Regions from separate parts of the Mus musculus genome. Here all the other regions are linked to region 1. A link is a contact called in public HiChIP or PLAC-seq data. All regions are on one chromosome and are shown on one strand. The core of a region is the stretch at or near the end of the contact, and the rest is flanking DNA. Distances in the headings are between cores, read along the strand shown.

Evidence for each region. HiChIP or PLAC-seq counts read pairs in DNA pulled down with a chosen protein or histone mark.
Region 2: an H3K4me3 HiChIP or PLAC-seq map of stem cell-derived neural progenitor cells shows a contact between it and region 1, with 3 times the contacts expected there. The contact joins the promoter of Ankrd24 here to the promoter of BC024063 in region 1. A contact is called at or near these places in 3 of 115 datasets of contacts at active chromatin or transcription factors (embryonic limb bud, embryonic stem cells and stem cell-derived neural progenitor cells) and 2 of 9 other capture datasets (adipose tissue and liver).
Region 3: an H3K4me3 HiChIP or PLAC-seq map of embryonic stem cells shows a contact between it and region 1, with 2.7 times the contacts expected there. The contact joins the enhancer-like site here to the promoter of BC024063 in region 1. A contact is called at or near these places in 3 of 39 promoter capture datasets (the C10 cell line, hippocampal neurons and liver), 3 of 115 datasets of contacts at active chromatin or transcription factors (embryonic limb bud, embryonic stem cells and stem cell-derived neural progenitor cells) and 1 of 9 other capture datasets (liver).

The regions. Positions count from the first base shown.
Region 1 is chr10:82,082,026-82,084,586 of GRCm38.p6, reverse strand. BC024063 (cDNA sequence BC024063) reads right to left here and starts at 1,267. Exons shown (of 4, transcript NM_001374033.1): 1 at 1,175-1,267. The coding sequence starts at 1,177.
Region 2 is chr10:81,632,418-81,634,978 of GRCm38.p6, reverse strand. It overlaps Ankrd24 (ankyrin repeat domain 24), which reads right to left and starts at 1,280. Exons shown (of 20, transcript NM_001374016.1): 1 at 1,224-1,280; 2 at 226-312; 3 at 1-114. The coding sequence starts at 1,262.
Region 3 is chr10:81,654,000-81,656,560 of GRCm38.p6, reverse strand. All of the region lies in intron 1 of Gm10778 (predicted gene 10778), which reads right to left. Among named protein-coding and RNA genes, the nearest start is that of Gm10778, 6.2 kb to the right of the region's middle. Within about 2 kb of position 1,265, at least 4 of the 459 cell types and tissues checked have an H3K27ac peak or open chromatin away from gene starts, as enhancers often do. A contact at or near this core is called in embryonic stem cells, where this site is marked.

The sequences.
Region 1 (2,561 bases), core at 18-2,517:
CTCACATGTAAAATTTTGAAAGTCTGTCAAGTTTAAGACACAAGAGATGGCTCAGCAACTAAGACTTCTGCTCTAGTGGAAGAGCTGGGTTTGGCTTCCAGCACTAACATGATGACACAAAATGATCACTAGATCCTGGTGGGGAGCATCTAATGGTCTCTTTGGTCTTCTATGGACTCCAAACACCCAAGTGATGAACACACATGCACGGAAGCAAAACACTCATGCACATCAAATAAATTTAGTAAATTAAAAATAAAGATCTCCATATCTCTTATATGTCGCCATGGATAAAACAGCAATAAGACATATATGACAATATGACAAGTATCTGTAGCCAAAATTATCATTTCGTAATTAAAAGACTCAAAGAACTTGGTCAAAGGAGAGAAATCTTATGACTCTAGACAATTAGTCTCAGTATTGTTTCAGTACATAATCTGAGCTATAGATTCAACAAACGTCCAGTAAAGAGTCTAAGGATTTCTGCAATGAGCGACAGAAAGCCGATGACAAAAGGTCATCATGAATGAAAACATGAGCACACAAGGCTGAATAAACGGCACGGTGACACCGTCTGACTTCTAAATTACCCTACACCTGCCATAAAGACTGTGCTGTTTGAGACCGACAGAACATGAGAGAACACTTAGGACAAAAACACAATTAATACTCGGTCGATTTGGACAACTTAGGCAGGGAATCACAGTGAGTCTGGCCTTACTAACACACGTGACTGGACCACCGTGGCATCTACATGCGAATGTGTTAATGACACAGGCTTTACACTGCGCAGAGTTAACTGCGATGGATGCTACACCCGAATGTCAAGTGCCAGGTACAGAACTTCTGGAAGACACTAAAGAAAAGAATTTGCTCTGCCAGTCAGCAAATCTCTCCCACTGACAACAAAACCCGCGCATGCGTGCCCGCTGAAGGATGCCCGTGTCCAAGCATCATCTCTAGCTTCCTATGCTGTGCGCCGGCGCAGCCCGGGGAACCGTCTCACTGGGAGGTGCTGCTTCCACACCGGAGGATAAGGGAACTCGGCGACTTCGGGTGACAAACGCAATTACGAAGGTCGCCACATCTCGCTGCCGGTGCCCGCACCCCAGGACAACCCCACATGGGACCCCGCGGATCCTCCCCGCGTGGGGACGGCGGCCTCGCTCACCATGGCGCGGATTCCAAGTTCGCCTCACTCTCCGCTCAACTACCGGCAGATGGTCAATAGTGCTTTCCTCAGATTCACAACAAAGCGGGTAATATGGCGGACAGGAAGTGCCCGCCCACTATGACTGAAGGCTCGTCTCGAAGTTCTGATTGGCTACTGAGGCCTGAGTGACAGGAGCAGTGTCCCTAAGAGACATCGTGTTTCCCATCTCCGGCTTCCACTACAGGCCAAGAGCGGGCCTAGATCATAAGGCAGGCTTTGCTGTAGAACTTGTTCCTGGACTGCAAAGTGGTCCCTGCACTTTTCCTGCACTCAGTAGGCACGTCCCCGTCTTCCTCCTGGGCAGAGAGTGTTATGTCTCAAACCCAGAAACAAATAAATTTGGCGCCTATTTATCAAAAATGCTATCTGCCAGGTTCCCTCTGCATATCTCAGTCTCTACCTGTTACAATGTTGGCCTGCATGCCTGGCCCCTACCGTGAACTTCTCCAGACTAGGATCTTGGCTACCCTTTACCCCATATGTCCTCCCCACGTATATCTCAGAGGCGGGGTGGAGGATTTTTTGTTTGGTTGGTTTTGTTTTTTGTTATCTACCCTTTACATGCCTGACTTCTTGGTCTGCCTCCTCCATCTCCCCTCCCTCCTCTTCTCACATGCCTAAGGGTTCATCTCGTACTTATCTCTGCCTCTGGCTGTATTCTCCCATTTATTTACAAGAATTCTCCCTCACAATATCTAGGAGTAATCATGGTCTTTACTTTTTTCTTTTATTCATTCATCTGGGGCCAAAAATCAGGACCAGTCATGTTCTTCTTTTCTTATTTCTTAGTTTTTGATTCACAGGGCTCTAGCATACACAGATGGTTGCTCAGTGTATATTGAAGTGATCCCCCTACCTCACAGCTGAAATAATACCCCACACATTCAGGTTGAAATTAAGCCAACAGATTAAGTTAATTAAAATGAATTAAGATTAATTAAGTCAGCATCAGCAATTTCAATAAGATTTCCTCACACCTCTCAGATGTACATTCTTAGCCAAGCAATAACACTTTCCCAGCCTTCTGTCATGGCACTGGCCTACTATGCCACCATCCCAGAGGTGGGCATCAAAAGGTTAAATGAGTGAGGACTATACCACCAATAATTATGGTCTCCAGAGTGAGCATGATGCCCTCTCCATGTGACTTCCAAATGGAGAAAGAAGAGAGATTTCGCCACAATTTCATGTTTACATCAGTATTTAAAACAATACTGATTGGTCTCCCTTGGCTGTAGGCAGGTTCTAGAGTGGGCCAAATTCTGACATCTCACATCTAGGCAACATCTTTTTGTTGTTGTTGTTGTTTGTTTGTTTTTTCGAGACAGGGTTTCTCTGTATAGCC
Region 2 (2,561 bases), core at 31-2,530, 450 kb after region 1:
GTCCAGTTTTGTAGGCACCAGCCCCTTGTGGGCGATCAACGAGGCCACTCTGGCCACATCGTTGTTCTCCACTGCCTGGAGCAGTCGCTGGTCACTTTTGCCCCAGTCTTGGCCCTGCGGTGGCACACCCAGAGGTGCGAGGGACTGAGTGGGTCGATGTCCTTTCCCCACCAAGGAACAGGGGCAGTTGCTCCGGGCTCTCCCCACCCACCCCTGAGCACTTGCCTGGCGCCTGCCTCTGGCTGCGGGTTTTGGGATAGGGCACCGGCCACAGGGTGGGCAGGAGCTGAGGTCGGTGGGGCTGAGCCGGAGCTGTGGGATAGGTGGTCCTGGGCTGGGGGCCTCAGACAGTGTCTCTGAAACCTGCACCCCCCAGCGTGTGATCCAGGCCCACCACCAGGGCAGCTTCCAGATATCAATCCTCCTCAAACCACCTGTGTGTGCCTTAATCCAAAGCCAGTTTTGAAAGACAGGGTACAACTTTTTTTTTTTTTTTTTTTTTTTTTAAATAGCATGTCTCTTATGTAGACCAGGGTAGCCTGAAAGTCACAGAAATCTCCCAAAGTGCGAGGATTTCAATGATCCAGCTTTGTTTTTGTTTTTTGAGTCAGGGCCTCAAGTAGCCTAGGCTGCTGTCAAACTCCCTGGGAGTCAGGATGACCTTGAATTCCTGAACTTCCTGCCTCCCAGTCCTCGAGGCTGGGGTGACAGGTGTGGAACATCACACCTGGTTTATGTAGTGCTGGGCATGGAAGCCAGGGCTTGGTGGTGCCAAGCTCCTCGTTCACAATTATTTTACTGTCTTAGTTTTTTTGAGACTGGGTGTAACTAAAATTAAAGATCCCCTGCCTTAGCCTCCGAATGCTGGGATGACTGGCCTTTTCCAAACTATCCTCCAGCGCCCAGAACCTCGCTCCGTCCTTCACAGCTGCTCAGCCAAGACCATCGCCCCCAGGTAGCATCAAGGCCTGGCCAGCAGAACTGCAGCCGCTAATGTTTTTAAACTCACTGCCCAGGAACATGGACAGTTCCTGAGTCACTCACTGTCCACAGTGTCCTCCAAGACCTGCATCCCGCAACGGCCTGCTGACCCCACGCCTGCACAGACACGCCTGCCCTCAACACCGCCCTCCACTTCCCGCCCAGGCTCTACAGGCGCCCCGCCCTCTGCCGAACTTCTTTCTAGGAAAGAGGGGAAGGCGCAGAGGGACCCAAACGCCTACCGCGAAGGAGGCAGCAGCACACAGGCACAGCTGCTTCATGGCGAACCGCAGGAGGGCGGGGCCAGATCAGACCACGCCTACCTCCTCAGACACGGGGCTCTGCCCTCCTCCTGTGGCACACCTCTTCTCCAGACTCAGCACCCTTCCTCACCAGGCTCAGGCACAGAGCCCGCCCAGCTTCCCCCTAGATTTCAGGCCCCTCCCACCTCTTCCACGAAAGCTCAGGGCCCGCTCACATCCGTTCTAAGTTCCAGGTTACTCCCATTTTCCCCAGGCCCGCTCGCCCGCTGCTATATAGTGCTCTCTTCCCCACCACCCCACTCCTGCACCGACACGCTCCATCCCGCTGAAAAGGCTCCGCCCCGCAACTCCATGATGGTCCCTATCGGGTGTCAGCCCGCTAACTCCTCACCTCCAGCTCACCTTACTTACAATGATGGACATCATTCATTCAGCCATCACCTTCCAGTCTTCATTCATTCATACATTTATGCCTATCTTTTCATTCATTCATTCGTTCATCCATCGTTTCACACATTCACTCTCTCCAACAGTCATTATTCGCACTTTGCTAATGTTTTCATTCACCCATTCGCTCATTAATTTCCTCACCACCCATTTACTAACGTCTTTTCATGGGCAAATGCATTGGCTTACTCATCCCTTCATTCACGCACACATCCTCTCACCCATTCACTCCTCCAACCTACCTGTCCACCCATCTACTCTTTCATTATTTACTTCGCTCCAGTAGCTCTCAAGTCTCACTCCAAACTTGAATCCCAGGTCTGCCTCGCCATTATCCACCTATGGGACTGACCTAGACCTCACCTGTTGGAGCCTCCGCCCTCCTCATATGTGCAATGGGGTTTCACATAGACTTTCCAGACACAGCTCCGGAGGGCCGTGCAGAGGCTGAGCAGAACGCACCGCCCTGCACAACAGGCCTGGTACACCATGAGTACACAATAAGAACTGCATTTCATTCTTCAGGCACATGCATCTGGACCTGTGCACAGCTTCCAGGCTGGGTCAGAGGAATCTTTAGATCAACTGGAAGTGGGGGTTGCAACCCCCGTTTCTGGCTCTAAGGTGTGTGGGCACTTGTCTGCCTTGCCTGAAATTAGAGCCCTCTATGCAGGACCCACAAAATATCCCTGGGCCACAGCCTGAGACTCTTCTGTTCTACATTTATCAAGTGACTGCGGAATGACTTTCTAGCTCTCTGGCTTCTGTGCATGTAAGTTGGCACTGTAGAAGCTGTCTTGGAGACGGAGCAGCAGGCAGGGACACACGACAGGAGCTGTGGGATGAGAATCCCAGAGAGGCAGAACTTGG
Region 3 (2,561 bases), core at 16-2,515, 430 kb after region 1:
AACCACCATGCTGCCCATTGGTGCTCCCACTGTAAGGCCTTCCCAGAGACCCTCCGTGACAAGGGCCACACAGGTCAAACAACTCACACTTTACAGGCCTTCCCAGCCCTGCCTCCTACCCCAGGAGCACACAGAGCCATTCTACTGCAAATTTGCATTGAAGTAGAAATTCTTCCAGCCTCCCAGAGCACTTTATGCTTCTCCTCCTAGGTGTAGGGTCTCTAGAGTGCACAGTCATTACACACTCAGTGTGCAGTGCAGCCATCCCTTTACCTCAGACCTCAGAAGTCCTGCAGCCAACCTTAGGTCAAACTCTAATCGGACTAACCATTAAAGCAAAAGGAGGCCATGAATTTGAATGCAGGGAGGGTATGTGGAGGACCAGGAGAGAGGAAAGGAAAAGGCCAAATGAAGTAATTATGATCTCGAAAATACATTTTAAAACAGGCTTTATGGCCCCGTGTTTCAAAAGAATAATAATCTGTATTCGAACACACCAAGAAAAACTCATACCATTTCTCTCAGGCCATTTTTTCAGCCAGAAAACCAACAGGCCAGTTAGGCAGGGCCACACCTATTTGTTCAGGTCTTCTGTTCTGGTTGAACTAGTGCAACTACACTAATGTGGTTTCCATAAGAAAATTCTTTATTATCCTGCTCTAAAGATCCTAAAAACAATATTTATCAGGACATTTACTGATTACCTAAAATTGATACCTGACTCAAGGATAATCCCAACTGCAAACAAAACTGAAAAACTTTCAGCCTCATTTCTGCCACCTCCCTTTCCACAAGACCTTACCAGTAGCCTGTCTTAGAGTTTCTATTGCTCTATGACCATGGCAATTTGTATAAGGGACAACATTTAACTGGGGCTGGCTTAGAGTTTCAGTCTATTATCATCAAGGAAGGGGTCATGGCATCATCCAGGCAGTCATGGTGCTGGAGGAGATGAGGGTTCTACATCTTTATCCAAAGGAAGCCAGAGCACTGTTTTCAGGCACCTAGTAGGAAGTCTCAAAGCCCACCCCCACAGTGATGCACCTCCTCCAACAAGCCCACACCTTCTAATAGTGTCACTTTGTGAGGAGTGGGTGCAGCCACCGCCCCAAGATATCCCTGGGACGGCTGCCAGGTCTTATTTAAGGCGCGCCCCGGGGTTGTTAGGCGGATTCCTGTTCCTGCATTGCAATGCTAAGTGTTCCTGAATACACCTGCTTGAAGGACAATGTGGTGTTGCATCTTTCCTGCTGGTCAGGGTGGATGCGACAAGTGATGGCCCATTCGGGAACTTCTGTTTCTCAAGAGCACTGCAGGTCCAGAACTTCAAGAGGTCAGGGTAGCCGGCTGGAAAGCTCCCAGGTAAGTGGGACGATTCAAGTTCTCGGTTAGAGACTATTAGGTTCCCGGATTAGGGACTATTGAGGTTCTCGGAGTGAGACAATTAAAGTTATCCAAAAATTAAAAGAAAAGCAATTGGTTGTAGCCCCTTAAAAGGTGCAGAAGGGCAAGGTCATCCATTATTTGGGAAGCCAAATAACAGAAAGGATATATAACTCCACAGAAGATTCAAATTAGAACTGATCACCTAAGGACTTTAAATGATTTTCAAAAGTTGTAGGAGACATTCAGTGGGTTAGGCCTTATCTGGGTCTAACAAATAAGCAATTGCAATCTCTTTATGACACCTTGCCAGGAGCGACAGCCCTGGATTCAGAGAGGGCTCTTACAGAAGAAGGAAGGGAAGCCTTAAAGTTAGTAGAGAAGGCTATTCAAATTGCTGCTTTAAAGAGGAGAAAGGTTGATCTTCCTATATCATTATGTATTTTGCCATCAGAAAATCAACCTGGGCTGGTGAGATGGCTCAGCGGGTAAGAGCACCTGACTGCTCTTCCAAAGGTCCGGAGTTCAAATCCCAGCAACCACATGGTGGCTCACAACCATCTGTAACAAGATCTGACGCCCTCTTCTGGAATGTCTGAAGACAGCTACAGTGTACTTACATATAATAAACAAATAAATCTTTAAAAAAAAAAAAAAAGAAAAAGAAAAAAAAGAAAATCAACCTACTGGAGCCCTTTGGCAAGGGGCTCCTTTATTATGGATCCATCCTAAAATGCCCCCCCCCCCCCCGCGCCAAAGTGTTATTCTATTATCCTGCCTTGGTTGCCCAATTGGCATTGCTGGGTTTACAGCAATGCGTGCAGCATTTTGGCACCCCTCCTGATGAAATTATTGTACCATATGATAGTAGACAAGTTGAAGTGTTGTCTGCCACTGTAGATGACTGGGCAGGTTTAAGATGCAGTTTTTTAGGCAAGATGGATAATCATTTTCCAAAAGATCCTATTTTACAGTTGTGTAAAGCTCACCCTGTAATTTTTCCTGTGTGAGTTCCTGTCCTGACTTCTATCAAGAACAGTGCTATGGAAGGATAAGATAAATAAACCCTTTCCTCCCCTTGGTTTTCATTACAGAAAACATTGCTGTGACATCTTGCTTTAAAAAAATAAATGAATAACCACTTAAGGAAAATTGAATGAAGTTCTTAATAACAGAAA